Regions from separate parts of the Mus musculus genome. Here regions 1, 3, 4 and 5 are each linked to region 2. Evidence: chromatin contacts called from public promoter capture Hi-C data. All regions are on one chromosome and are shown on one strand. The core of a region is the stretch at or near the end of the contact, and the rest is flanking DNA. Distances in the headings are between cores, read along the strand shown.

What was found. Promoter capture Hi-C pulls out the DNA fragments that hold promoters and counts their contacts.
Region 1: a promoter capture Hi-C map of pre-B cells shows a contact between it and region 2, with 9 times the contacts expected there. The contact joins the promoter of G6pdx here to the promoter of Vbp1 in region 2. A contact is called at or near these places in 12 of 39 promoter capture datasets (the 3T3-L1 cell line, 3T3-L1-derived adipocytes, the C10 cell line and 7 more), 1 of 115 datasets of contacts at active chromatin or transcription factors (embryonic forebrain) and 2 of 9 other capture datasets (adipose tissue and liver).
Region 3: a promoter capture Hi-C map of pre-B cells shows a contact between it and region 2. The contact joins the promoter of Ubl4a here to the promoter of Vbp1 in region 2. A contact is called at or near these places in 2 of 39 promoter capture datasets (cranial neural crest and pre-B cells).
Region 4: a contact with region 2 is called in a promoter capture Hi-C map of erythroid cells, with 28 times the contacts expected there. The contact joins the promoter of Fam3a here to the promoter of Vbp1 in region 2. A contact is called at or near these places in 3 of 39 promoter capture datasets (cranial neural crest, erythroid cells and pre-B cells).
Region 5: a contact with region 2 is called in a promoter capture Hi-C map of frontonasal cranial neural crest. The contact joins the promoter of Plxna3 here to the promoter of Vbp1 in region 2. A contact is called at or near these places in 3 of 39 promoter capture datasets (cranial neural crest, erythroid cells and frontonasal cranial neural crest).

Annotation. Positions count from the first base shown.
Region 1 is chrX:74,427,444-74,430,143 of GRCm38.p6, reverse strand. G6pdx (glucose-6-phosphate dehydrogenase X-linked) reads left to right here and starts at 1,264. Exons shown (of 13, transcript NM_008062.3): 1 at 1,264-1,321; 2 at 1,965-2,092. The coding sequence starts at 1,973. It overlaps Ikbkg (inhibitor of kappaB kinase gamma), which reads right to left and starts at 463. Exons shown (of 10, transcript NM_010547.2): 1 at 323-463.
Region 2 is chrX:75,513,008-75,515,707 of GRCm38.p6, reverse strand. It overlaps Vbp1 (von Hippel-Lindau binding protein 1), which reads right to left and starts at 1,411. Exons shown (of 6, transcript NM_011692.2): 1 at 1,280-1,411. The coding sequence starts at 1,369.
Region 3 is chrX:74,367,271-74,369,970 of GRCm38.p6, reverse strand. It overlaps Ubl4a (ubiquitin-like 4A), which reads left to right and starts at 1,423. Exons shown (of 4, transcript NM_145405.2): 1 at 1,423-1,555; 2 at 1,713-1,818; 3 at 2,062-2,270; 4 at 2,385-2,700. The coding sequence starts at 1,508. The coding sequence ends at 2,495. It overlaps Gm44504 (predicted readthrough transcript (NMD candidate), 44504), which reads left to right. Exons shown (of 6, transcript NR_103489.1): 4 at 1,213-1,555; 5 at 1,713-1,818; 6 at 2,385-2,524. It overlaps Slc10a3 (solute carrier family 10 (sodium/bile acid cotransporter family), member 3), which reads left to right. Exons shown (of 3, transcript NM_145406.2): 3 at 1-754. The coding sequence ends at 520.
Region 4 is chrX:74,391,847-74,394,546 of GRCm38.p6, reverse strand. Fam3a (family with sequence similarity 3, member A) reads left to right here and starts at 1,273. Exons shown (of 9, transcript NM_025473.4): 1 at 1,273-1,872. The coding sequence starts at 1,860. It also overlaps a transcript of Ikbkg not described here.
Region 5 is chrX:74,327,763-74,330,462 of GRCm38.p6, reverse strand. It overlaps Plxna3 (plexin A3), which reads right to left and starts at 1,397. Exons shown (of 33, transcript NM_008883.2): 1 at 1,248-1,397. Gm39520 (a long non-coding RNA gene) reads left to right here and starts at 2,173. Exons shown (of 4, transcript XR_878127.3): 1 at 2,173-2,293; 2 at 2,668-2,700.

The sequences.
Region 1 (2,700 bases), core at 15-2,514, 1.1 Mb after region 2:
TCGAAAGGCTGAGGCAGAACTTTGAGTTCGAGGTCTACCTGGCCTACAGTGCAAAACGTGTTTCAGAAACAGTTTGATCAACAGAAAATGTCTGCTACCTAAAGAGTTCTAGCACTAGGGGCCAAGCCCTTAGGCGACAGCTGCAGTGAAGGGAAGGGCAGATTCAATCCGACTAGCCTAAATAATCTGGGTAGCGAATAATTAGAAGCTTGCGGCAGAACAAACTGGGCCTAAGGTGGGGGGAAGGGTGTGGACCTCTGGAGTCTCGGAAGCTACGAAACAGCCACCGATGGAGCCCTGTCTTTGGAGAAGAGGACCACACCTGTCAGCAGAGTCGGCCAGAAGTGAAGAGGGCAGGAGCAGAGGGATCCGACCGCTCCGACAGAACCGGAGCTCCTAGAAAGTCCTAGTCAGGCGGTCACCCTTCCCTTCTCTGCAGTGGAAAACTCCACTTCCGGCTTCCGGTGTCGTAAGTGCGGGATCCGGAAGTAAAACACAGACTCAAAGGCTTGGAGATTAACCAGTGAATCAAAACCCCAAAGTGCCATACTCTGTTCCAAAGAAAAGTCTTAGATCGCCAGCCTGCGTCGGCCAGCAGAACACCAGAGCTCTCCTCACTGATAAACATCACACACTTATACACACACTTTTTTTTTGAGACAGGGTCCCATAAGACCAGGGTCTCGAACTCAGAGATCTACCTGCCTCTTTTTTCCCGTCTGCTAGGATTAAAGTAGTGCGTCACCACGCCCACACTCGCCCCTACCCCATTTTCAAGGCACCGCATCCGCACTAAAACACCCAAGTTTCAGTCTGGTCCTGCTACTGGGCTCTCTGCCGCTGGGCCCCCACCAAGGAAAAAGCCTAGAGGAAGCTGCGAAAGTCCAGCTCCGAAGCCAAACTAGCAGCTAGGGAAGGCGTGGCTATGCTGCTAACGGAAGTGGGGTCATCCGGGAAGGTGCAGGGCCTCGAAGGTCCAGCGGAAAGCTAGGCCATACATAATGGCTGGGTGACACAGGAGACGGGGACCCAGGAGAACTGTGTGGAGCTGCACTTATGACAAGACTTTGCGATCTCGAAATTGTAGGGGCAGCGGCATCGGGGAAGGCCAAAGGGCGGGGCTGGCCAGGGATGCGCGCGCATCTCCTCCTGCAATGATAGACTAGCCCGAAGCTCCTCCCCTCCTGCCTCTCCTGAGGCGGGTCAGCTCAGTCAAAGCACACGCCCTCTTGCGTTAAATGGGCCAGCGAAGCTTAGCCCCCGGAAACTGGCTGTGCGCTACAGATCTGTGAACGTGTTTGGCAGCGGCAACTAAACTCAGGTAAAGGGGTGGTCTGATGGCATGTCGGTGGAGGGACATGCTTCACGCTTGTACGCCGCGAGTCCCTTTGATGCGCGCTAATCTACAAGTTTTTAACCCATCCCTTTGTATCCCGCACTTTCCCCGCATTGGGCCCATGAGGACTAGACCTTTAGAAGAGAAGGGACTTTCGGGGATCACCCAACTGGGCCAGAAGAGAGCCGGAGCTGAACTCCATCATCTGCACAATCAAACGTGCTCAGTTCATTGTGGAGTTTCTGGCAGACACCCGAGTACGATACGATGGTCCCATATACAGAGTGTGATGCCGTAACCAGATTTTATCTAGCTGCCCACAGTGGATGTCCTAGGTGAATTATATTAAAGCTTTAGTACTTTCGTAATGTACAGCCCCTAGCGAAGGCAACTTTGGAGGTTATGGCTGGAGCTCAGAGGCAGCAGTTTCTGAATCTCCGAATGCATGTATGCTCGCGCGCGCGCGCGCGCGCGCGCGTACACACACACACACACACAGAGCATTCCCGGCCAGTGGTTTTAGTAATCGTCACCAGCCTGGTGAGAACCCAAAAGACCCTTGGATAAGGTTAAGTTGTCAATGCTCTTTCGTTCTCCTACCATATCAATGAGTCTTTTCTTCCACCAGAAAACATCATGGCAGAGCAGGTGGCCCTGAGCCGGACCCAGGTGTGTGGGATCCTGAGGGAAGAGTTGTACCAGGGTGATGCCTTCCACCAAGCTGATACACACATATTTATCATCATGGGTGCATCGGTGAGTCTCCCTTCAGGCCCCGAGTCTAAAAGATGAAATATAGCCTTGTGCAAGGCACTTCTCTCTCTCTATCTCAACTTTCCCAATTGACGGAACTGCTGAGGTACCCACAAGTTCTACTAGGTTGAACTCTATGGCATATACTCCACCTGTGTGTCCTGATCATCACAGCAGTACCTGATATACATGTACTTGTGTCACATCTCAGAACTCTGTGCTGAGCCATTGAGTGGAGACCAGACTTGGACCATCACAGGTGCTAAAGCACCACCCAGTAGCACTTCTTCCTCCTGGATGAAAAAAAAAAACTGATGTGCAATCAGGGAAAATTCTGATTTTAATGAATCTGTAATTTGAAAAATATTACTGTTAATTTCAGTGGAAGAATCTGAGGTCCTGCCTCTCCCTCTTTTCTTTCTACGGCATGAAGTTCCCTAGGGATAAACACCTCCTCTTTGCCATATCTTCCAAAGCCTACTGCAAATTTCTGTTCATCCCACCTAGTCCCAGCTCTGTTAGGAAAAACTGAAGAACAGAAGCAGTCAGAGGGGTGTTGTATTGACAGTACACAGTGAGACTGGAGCAGGTGGGGGCTTAGTAAAGTCATG
Region 2 (2,700 bases), core at 162-2,661:
CCTCAGATAAAGTTTGTATTCATTAATTCCATTTCTGAAGTTACTGCTATCGGGTTATATTTAAGACAGAATGGAAATTTATATATTTACATCCTTATATATCAGGCATTATAATAGGATCAGGAGAAATAACACAAAATTTCCTCACCTCTAAGTAGCAGAGCATGACCAAAGAGGTTCTAAAGCTCTCCTGACTGCTCAAATGCTACTTCTGGATACCTCTATTTCTGGGTTTCATCAACTACATCTACAAAATTTGAACAACAGTAACTCCCTCATAAAGTTTTGCAAATTTTCTAAGAAAATTTCTGAACCTCAGAAAATATTACTTCATGTAAAGATCACTTGAAAAATATTTTTAAAAGCACAGAACATTGAGAATACACATAAAAATTTATTCCACCAGCACATTAAAATATACAATATAAAATGTGATTTAAGTAAAAGAAAAAAAGGGTCTTTTGAAGAATGTTAGCAATAAGACAGAATATATATAATTTTTGGTACATACCAAAAAAGAATCAAGGAAATTTTGACTAAGATTTTATATGCTTCAGTACAAATATTTAACTTGGGTCGGTCCTGTTACATGAAACCTTCCAATTGCATTTCCCACAATCTTCACAACTGCATAAAATTTGTTGTCTACAAACTGCTTAAATAGTATTACTAAAAGCAAATATAAAATGGTTTCAAAAACCTAATAACAGCCGGTTGCCCATTACATAAGCCTCAATTCTTAAAAGCAAGAACACATGGACTTAACGTTTGTGCTAACGTTTACTTTTCTCAGCAGTCTGCTTCCATTCCCAAGGAAACGGACCACGGCCGTGCTCAAGCTGACTGGGTGCCACTCAGTACCCACACCCTACAAACAGCTGCTCTGCCTGCTCTCTGTGCTAAATGTCCACCCATCTACATCTCCGGCATCACTGCGGTCTTGAGCTCAATAACCGTTGCTGCTGTTTTTTGTTTTTCTTTAGGCGACAACAGGCAGCAACTGGTCAGTTTCAAGGGACGCCACGCCCCAATCCGCCTCGCATCCGTCTCCAGCTACCCAGTTCTCCTCCCTGCTCCCTCTTCTGGGCCGGGGTTGGACTACCTTTCTTCAAAGCTATCGCCCGCCAGGCCTAAAAAGCCAAGATGCAGGAAGAGGCAAAAGGCCAGACATTCCCTTCCGGGACCCTTTAGCTCTGTTCCTCCCAACGACCCAGACCTGGGAAGTGACTGGAAAGCAATCTCCAATATCAGATTAAGACGCTGAGAAAGAGTTTCTTACCACAAACACTGCTTCAGGAATCCCTAAGTGGAGCCGCCGCCCGTTTCCAGCAGCAGTTTCTAGGCCGCATCCGTCCTTAGCCGCCGCCATCTTCAGAAAGCACCAGAGCAAATAACTACCTTCTGAGGCATCGATCGTTGGCGTCAGTGATTGGATCGTTTGCACTTCAGACCCGCCTCTCTCCCTGCGAATCTGCGTATTCATTGGTGCTTACGTCGTGGGTGGTGATTGGCTACACGCATGTGACTGACAAGCTTAGAAAGGATGTGTTGGAAAAGCCAGAAGGCTAATGCTTATTCTAATGCTTAATCTCAGAGATCTAAGGAATGGGCAAGGATAAAGCCCTGGGAATTCAGACCATGCCAAACCGCAGCCCCACCTGCACCTGAAGATATCAAGAGACTACACTCCAGAGTGGCTTCTGAGGCAATCCCAATTCCCTTTTGCAGACCAGTGAACTTCATTCTGAGTGTGTATGCCCTGGACTCATAAGAAATACACCAATCTTTCTCACAAGCCACCTTCAGTGAGATACTTGTCGGCTTCCAGGTCAAAACTTTCGATATGTTTATAGTTTATGTGAAAAAAATGCCAAGAGCTGTGCTTAAATTCTTAGATCCAAAGACTTCCCAGAGTTTTGTCCTCCACAACAACTCTTTAAAAAGCAAATCTATCAATAAACCAGATATGCATAATCACTGCAGGAGACCCTGTTTGCAAATAAAAGCAAAAGTAGCTTATAAAACAAAGCAAGCCAGTATCAATTTGTCTTAGTCAGGGTTTCTATTCCTGCACAAACATCATGACCAAGAAGCAGTTGGGGAAAAAATGGTTTATTCAGCTTACGATTCCATACTGCTGTTCATCACCAAAGGAACTCAGGACTGGAACTCAAGCAGGGCAGGAAGCAGGAGCTGATGCAGAGGCCATGGAGGGATGTTCTTTACTGGCTTGCCTTACCTGGCTTGCTCAGCCTGCTCTCTTATAGAACCCAAGACTACCAGCCCAGAGATGGTCCCACCCACAAGGGGCCTTTCCCTCTTGATCACTAATTGGGAAAATGCCTTACAGTTGGATCTCATGGAGGCATTTCCTCAACTGAAGCTCCTTTCTCTGTGGTAACTCCAGCTGTGTCAAGTTGACACATAAAACCAGCCAGAACAACATGGCAGGGAAACTATAGCCATGAAATCTCAACAATATGGTTGCCTAGCCAAGTCCTACATAATGACCCCAGCAGCATACACGTTAATGGGAATGAGGGAAATTTCACACAGCCCTACACTAGATGATGAACTACAATCAGTCAATGGCTGCTGAGGGAGGGAGAATCAATTTTCTCCAGAGACAAGCCCCCCTGATAGGTTGCCAAATCTTAAATGGTCAGCCCCAAGTACATGTACATATGAACAACATTAAAT
Region 3 (2,700 bases), core at 174-2,673, 1.1 Mb after region 2:
CTACAGCTACCTTCTCAGCATCCATGAAACACTCCACGTGCCCATCTCCAAGATATTGGGGACCCTGCTGTTTATCGCCATCCCCATAGCAGCGGGTGTGGTGATCAAATCTAAGCTCCCCAAGTTCTCTGAACTACTGTTACAGGTCATCAAGCCCTTCAGCTTTATACTTCTCCTGGGTGGCCTGTTCCTGGCCTACCACATGGGGGTCTTCATCCTAGTGGGAGTCAGGTTACCCATTGTACTGGTGGGTTTCACAGTGCCTCTTGTTGGCCTCTTGGTGGGCTACAGCCTGGCCATCTGCCTGAAGCTGCCAGTGGCTCAGCGACGAACAGTCAGCATTGAGGTAGGGGTGCAAAACAGCCTGCTAGCCTTAGCCATGCTACAGCTGTCTCTGCGCCGCCTTCAAGCAGACTATGCCTCTCAGGCCCCTTTCATTGTGGCACTGAGTGGTACCTCCGAGATGTTGGCTTTGGTTATTGGCCAGTTCATCTATAGCATCTTGTTTCCTGTTCCCTGAGCCCTCTGGATCAAGTTTTATAACTTCCAGCCCCCATACTCCTCTCTTCCCACAGTTCTTGTGTACCGTACCAAAGGCCTTTAGTTCTCATGCACTATGCACTCAAGACAAATCCAGGCTTATTTTTTTACTCCTTTTCGCCCCAGCTTTCAGTGCCAAAGAGGCCATGCTGAGTTAGATAGTTGGGTATTGCCCAGAAATATATTTCAATAAAAAAAAACCAAAAAAACAAAAGCAAGCTCGGGTCCCTTCCAGTCTGTCCCTTGGAGCCTGTGGATTGGGGTAAGAAGAGTGTGTCTGGGCGGATATGGGCCAGAACAGTGAACCAGCTTGGTGACCCTGCACAGAACCCACTTTCTCCTCCTCACTCTGTTTTGCACATGGTAGACATGTACCTTTGAGCTGTATCCTCAGATCTACAAAGGCTTTGCTCTAACAGCCCTACCTAACAGGGCAGACCTCTGCACTATAAGGAGTGAAGAGAGCACTACTTCCGAGCTTCAGTCAGGATATTTTTGCAGCCAGACTAGAAAGGAAGTAGAAAGCCATTAAGCTATGACAGGCAGGACTGGACCATTTCTGTATCTGAGAGACACCACCACGTGTTTGCATTGACTTGGTCCACCAGCAGGGTGGGAATTAGCACAGGCCGGGCCTGGAGTGAGGCTGACATTCTGGTCCTTCCTTTCAAGCCACAGCTCCCAGACTAAGCAAGCCTGGCCCCACAGGTACCTCACTTGGATCCCAGTGGGCGGGGCATCCCCACGTCCCCGCGCCATTAAGCCCAGGTGGTGGACTCTACCCAAGGCACGGCCGGGGCAGAAGCGAAGGCCGGGAGGCGGGACTGAAGAATGCGCAGGCGGGAGCCACGAGGCGGGCGCGCCCCTTTCACGGCTTCCGGCGGCGGCGGGCGGTTCCGGGGCGGCGGCGCGCGGCAGGGGACCGTTGGTGTTTGCGTTGGCCGTAGTGGACTGGGCCGTGGACACCATGCAGCTGACCGTGAAGGCGCTCCAGGGCCGGGAATGTAGCCTACAGGTAAAGTCACCCCGCAGGCTGCTGCACTCACTCCTGCCGCTGGGGGCCGAGGGCGGGTGGGGGAGGCCGGGAGAGCTGACCTCAGGAGGGGGTGCGAGGGCTTCACCGCCCAGGGAATTCGGGCTGAGCCCTTGCCTCTCCACCTCGGCCGGATCAGGTGGCGGAGGACGAGCTAGTGTCTACACTGAAGCACCTGGTCTCGGATAAGCTGAATGTCCCTGTGCGCCAGCAACGTCTGCTGTTCAAGGGCAAGGCCCTAGCAGGTAATCAGGGAAAGGAGCCATCCAGGGAGCTTTACAGAAAGCTGGGGGACGGGATGTACAGGCCAGTGTAGTGGATCGGGGCACTGGCTGCCACTGGACCTCAGAAAAGTAGCTGAGCCATCACCACCCCACCACCCCATAGCCAGATGCTGCAGTGCTTCACTCTGGCTGTCTGTGGCAGGATTGCTTCCCAGCCACCTCCACATCAGTGAGGAAGGAACCACACCAATCTCTCTTTGGCAGATGAAAAACGACTGTCAGATTACAACATTGGGCCCAATTCTAAGCTCAACCTAGTTGTTAAGCCTTTGGAGAAGGTGCTACTGGAAGAAGGGTCTGCCCACAGACTGGTCGACTCCCCAGCCACCCCCATCTGGCAGCTGATCTCCAAAGTCCTGGCCCGTCACTTCAGTGTAGCAGATGCCAGCAGGGTCCTGGAACAACTACAGAGGGTGAGAAGAGTAATGCTGGCCCTCCATTCTTAATGTTTCTACCCGTCCCCTACCTAATGCAGCATACGCCTTCCCCACTGGCCTCTCTGAATACACTCGGTCTTCTCTCCTCAGGATTATGACAGGTCCTTGAGCCGCCTAACACTGGATGACATCGAACGTTTGGCCAGCCGCTTTCTACACCCTGAAGTGACTGAGGCTATGGAAAAAGGGTTCTGCAAATAGCATTCTGGGATTGTGGGGAGAAATCCCAGGTCAGGCCACAGCTGCATGTTGCATTAAATGTGTTCTCATGTCGCAGTTTGGCTCATAGTGATAATAATAGCTGGTATGTATCCAGCTCTTGCTAGGTGCTAGGTACTCAAAGTACATGGCCTGAGTTCTCTTCTGCCTCCCACAGCAAAGTTGAGGCTGCACTGTAGAGACACCT
Region 4 (2,700 bases), core at 24-2,523, 1.1 Mb after region 2:
TATTCTTTTTTTTTTAATATTCATTTTGTTGTTGTTGCTGTTACTATTTTATCTTTACTTAATGTTTTATTTTAAAAATTAATTATTATTTGTGTGTGTGTGTGGAGGAGGAGGAGGAGGAAGAGGAGGAAGAGATCAGAGAGGTGCCAGATCCCCTGAAGCGGTTGTGAGCTGCCTTATGTGAGTGTAAGGAATCCAGCCCGGGTATCCTGCAAGAACAGTATGTGCCCTTAACCACTGAGTCATCTCTCCAGCTTCCTACAATTTTTGAAATTTTATTTTTTTTATATAAGTGGTTTCCCTACATGTACCACATGTGGTACGTGTACCACATGCATGCCTGGCGCCTGAGATGGTCAGAATAAGACATCAGATTCCCTGAGACAGGTTTCATGCAGCTAAGGCTGACCTCAAAGTTGCTAAGTGGCCGAGGATGCTTTAAACCCTTTATCCTCCTCTCCCGTCTCCACTTTCCAAGTGCTGAGATTACAAGTGTAACCAAATTGAAAACGCTATCATCTAACCAAAACAGTGCTTCTGTAAACTTTTCTGTATTTTGGAGCATTATGGAAGTGGGGTGGAGTTCCTGTAAGTAAGACCATTGGGTCAAAGGACAGGAATGCAGCTGCCTGAGACACAGATAGATCCAGCTTAAAAGGACTGGCCCAGCTGCCCTGGCACTGTAGGCGGTCAGGGGAAAAGGCTCAAACATGAGGGTCAGGAGCAATGTTCCAAACATCCCTTCACTGATTGATACATAAAACAGAACGCTCTCACGAAAGAACACTAAGCAGAAAGAAAGCAACCAAAGGCTCAGGTTTACCTCCGCATGTGCTTCTGAACCGTCCATGCTCTTAAAGAACACATATCAACCTTAAGTCATTATCTGTGTCCCCGCATCCATCCTCTTATGAGCCATGAAAGCTCTGATATCAAGTCACAATCGGAGCTTCAGCTCATCAAATATAGAAATAGATCGCTCACCTAAGAGGACGTGTGGAGGAAGTGGGAATGGGGGCTCTGGTGTTTTATGCCCGTAATTCCAACATTTGAGAGCCTGAAGCAGGTGAATCGCTCCAAGTTTGAGAACAGCCTGGGTTACATAGAGTTAAGCAAACATGAACTGTAAAGTGTATAGTACCTCAAAGTCTAGAAGGAGATTTCATCTTGAAGCAGTGACACTGTAGGAAGCTAGGCGGCTCAGCTTTAGCACAAGAGGAGTGCACAGCCACACTCGGCACCTCCCACCCAGCCTCTGGAGGAGAGGGAGGAGGCCGGTCTGGAGGTGGAGCCTCCGTGAGGACCTGCGGACCTACAGCACAGCCTATGGGCCTATGGCGGAGCGACGCCTGTGGGCTGTGGCCTTCTGCGGGCGGCCATTGTCGTGCCTGATAAGCTTTTCTACGTGACTCACTTGCTTCACCTAGCCGGCAGAGCGAGACAACTGGGTAACTCCCTGATCCGGTCTGCTTCTCCCTACACCCAGACAACATCCTTGGCCCGCCCAATCTCTGCCACCAGCCTCGAGCGGATCGACCTGAGCCCCGGGCCTAGCACCGGAGGGATCCGGGTGGAGAAGAATCATTGCTACGCTCCAGTCCTGGAGTCTGTTAGCCAGACTGTGAGGCGCAACGGATTCCTAAGGCTCTCCTGGCCAGGCAGGACTTCTCCCAGCACTCACGAGGAACTGAGCCTGGACTGGTGTTTGGAGGAACAAGTCATAACACCGATCGCTCCCAGCACAGACTTGCCACTGCCCCCACCCCCAAACCTACTCTCTCCTGTTTCATTCCCCCCAGAACCCACAGTTCCCAAACAGTGCACCTGCGGGAGATCTCAACCCAGCTGGAGAAGTGGACATGAGGTTGGCAGGTGGGTGGCTTCCACAGCGAACTGAAGAGAGGCCAGGTGTCCTAGTGCCTGTGTTAGGAGAGGCCTGGGTGGTCACTGGTTTGTTTATTTATTAATGGATGACTGTGCACAAGCACTCATTTTATGAGCAAATTCACCTCTGAGGACTTCAGCTTCCCAAACTATAAGGATTGATTTTATATAGAGAGATAGATATAGATAGATGTTGATAATATATATAATCAATATATATAAGTTAAGGATATATATATATATATATATATATAAAATCTCCAGAGATTGAATGGATGGAGAGGAGTGGATAGTAGAGATAGAGAGATGTAGCCAGAAGAGAACTGACTTAGGTGCCTTTGAGGTTGGGTATGATCTAAGTGGTAGCTCTGCTGTCAGCTGGACTACAAACATGAATGTGCCTTGGAGGGACTGTTTGGGGTGAGAGTAGAATTTGAAAACTGGTAAAGTAGCAGCTTTGTGGATAAGTCCAAATTGGACATTAAGGAACTGGCTGGGAGGATATGAGTTCAAGACAGATCTGGGCTGGAGGTGTAAGGTGTCATTGCTGCATGGTGAAATCTCCCATACAGTATGAAGATGGGAGAAGGCAGCCTGGAAAAGAACACCTTTTGAGGAGAGAGTAATGGAACACAATCTAACCAACAAAGGGAGTCCCAGAGAATGGGGTCAGGAGACAGTACTGTCCTGGAATCTAGTAGTGAAGTGTCAAGAAAGAGCAGTCAGACAATCAGAAATGTGACATCATAAAAGTCATAGGTGGTCTTGTTTGGAAGGTTATTTAGTTGGTGTTATGGGAGCACGACTAGATTGGAA
Region 5 (2,700 bases), core at 148-2,647, 1.2 Mb after region 2:
CATGGCCTCAGGTGCTTTCTCCCTTTGAGGGCCTTGGCTGCTTATCCAGGAGTCTGCTGTCTGGCCTTTCCACTGCAACACAAAGCCAAGACTCTCGCTGAGACAGACATCAGTCAAGCTTTGCTCAGACACAGGCAGACAAATGCTCTGCCAGGCCTGTGTGGCTCTCCCTGAAGAGCCAAAGGTTAGTCAGAGAGGGATATTGGCAGAAGGGTATAACCCACTTTTGAGAGTCCCAGAAGTATTATATGTAGAAACCAGCATCCTCAAATACAGTTGAAGCCTTAAGGCTATGGAGTACTACCCCTTCCCCTAAACAAATAGGGCCAATGCTGGCATTCACCCCCCGGGCCACACCCAGCCAGCCCCAGGCTGCAAAGACAGCAGAGCAGTGTCTCTGTAACTAATGGGGCAGAGCTCAGTGCTACCCTCTCAGTGCCCAATTCCCAAGAGACACAGGAGGGACTCAGAATGGGGTGGGGGGTGGGGGCCACAGCAAAGAGAAAGAAAAGCCAGCATTTGCTAGAACATGGAGCAATTCCAGCTTGAAAGTGCCAAGTTTCAGCTCAGAGTGATCAGCGCTCTGGGGCTCTTTTGTCGGGTCTGCATCCCAGACCCCTCATGCAACAACCAGAGAAGAAAGGAAAGCAAAAGAGAAAAGCGACTGCACCCTACCTTCACCTCTTCTACACTCTACAGAAAAGCCAAATTTTAGGAACTGGCCGGGACAGGTTGGAAAGGAGACCTGGAAAGTGGTAATTGGCAGCCCAAGACCCCACCCCAGCCCCCACCTCTAAGTGGCAACCTCAAGCATCACAGTCGCACCCAGCCCCTCTGCTACAGTCCTGCCAGCAAAGAGCGCGATGATGAGGAAAGCTCCATATAAATATGCAGGTCCACAGCCCGCTCTTCCACAATGCTCCCCTCTATGCCATGAACCCAACCAGTCCTGCCCCCAATGGGGGCACCCTGAGCAGACCCGCAGATACCTTAGTCAATACAGAGGCTACAGCAATGCTCAGAGATGCTGCTCCTCCTCTACAAAAGGGTTCTATCAACCAATAGGACTATGATCGAGTTGGCTGTCTCTTCCCGCTCAGGGTACGGAGTGCTTGGCAAGCCTGGTCTGGAGAGGTAGGGAGGGACAGGGCCTGACCCCAGAAACCATCTGGACCCCCAGGCTGTCTGAAACCTCTGCCATCCAGCAGACTATTGGCGCACAGGCTTTAAGGATGGCGACCACCTACCTGTCCCTCCACCGCGACTGACTCGGGGTGGCCACCCGTGGCCACGTGGACGTGCCCCCCCGCCCCGTGCCCAACAGCCGCCCCCCTCGCTTGGCCCCGCAGCCTCGCCTCGCACGCTGCAAAATCTGCAACCGCCGCCGCCCACACACTGGGCTGGCCTGCGGCCGCCTGGGCCTTTTAAACCCGGACCGTACCACCACACCGGGAGGGGGCTCCCAGAGAGGGCGGGCCGGGGCCCTAAGAAGCAGAGCGCATGGCGGTTGGGGGAGGCCGCTAGGCCCTGGGGCCCAGGACTCTAGTGCAAGAAGCAAGCCTCTCATGGGTCTCTGGGGATCCCTTCCTGAGAACAGCCCCCTTTGCTCAATGGCTGAGTCCTAGGCGCGGGCCTCTCCACACCCCCAGCTCCCCGCCTGCTGCCTTCAGCAACCCTGGAATCTGTGCGCGGCCGCGCCACACCCCCTTGGGCCTGGAGTGCGCGCCTCCAGGAGCCCGTGGCCACCTGCTACTGTTGCAAGATATTGCTTTGGCCGGTCCAACAAAACCGCACAAACAAAGATTGCCCCCTAACTCAGGGCTCTTTCTCCAATGATCCATAAACTGGTGGGCTAATACCCGCCACGAAGCTTGGAGTACTGCAACTTATAGCCATTTTCACCTAGTTCTTTCCTCAGCAAGTCACCATGACTCTGAATCTGCTGAATCTGGGATTTAATTCCATTGCTTTCTCTTTTTTTTCTTGAATTTATTTTCCCTTTAGTACAGAGTGGTCTCGAACTGACTACCCTTCTGCTTCATCCTCCCAATACTGGGATCATTATGGGTCTATGCCATCACAGCTGCATTTTTTCCATGTTGTGTTGAGATAGTGCCTCCTACTGTACCCCAGGCTGGCCTTGAACTTACAGTGATCCTCCAGCTTCACCTTCCCATGTTCTGGAATACAAGTATTTTCCACTGCTACAGTTATTCTTTGTGTGTGCATGCGCACGCACCCAAGAAGACCATCTGAGAGCATTAGACACCATAGAGCTGCAGTACAGTAGCAGGTGCTCTTAACCATTGAGCCATCTTTCTAGCCTCTTTTTTTTTCCGTTGTAAACCGCTTTATTGAGATATAATTCAGTTTTCATATAAGTCCTGTATTTAATGTATACAGACAATTCAGTGGCGTTTTAATATAATCCTAAAGATGTGCAACCATTTCTGCCATCTAATTCTTGAACATTTTCATCACTTCTAAAAGAAACTCTGTAGGAGTTAGCTATCAGTCTCAATTCCCCTCATATATATATATACCCAAGCTCTGGGAAACGCTCTGTCCTTACTGACTGTGGGGTTGCCTCTTAAGGATATCTCAAATAAATGGAACTATACAATATAAATATATTTTTATGTCGACTCATTCTTTTAATATTTTCAGGTTTTGTCAGAGTTGTACCATGGATCAAGACTT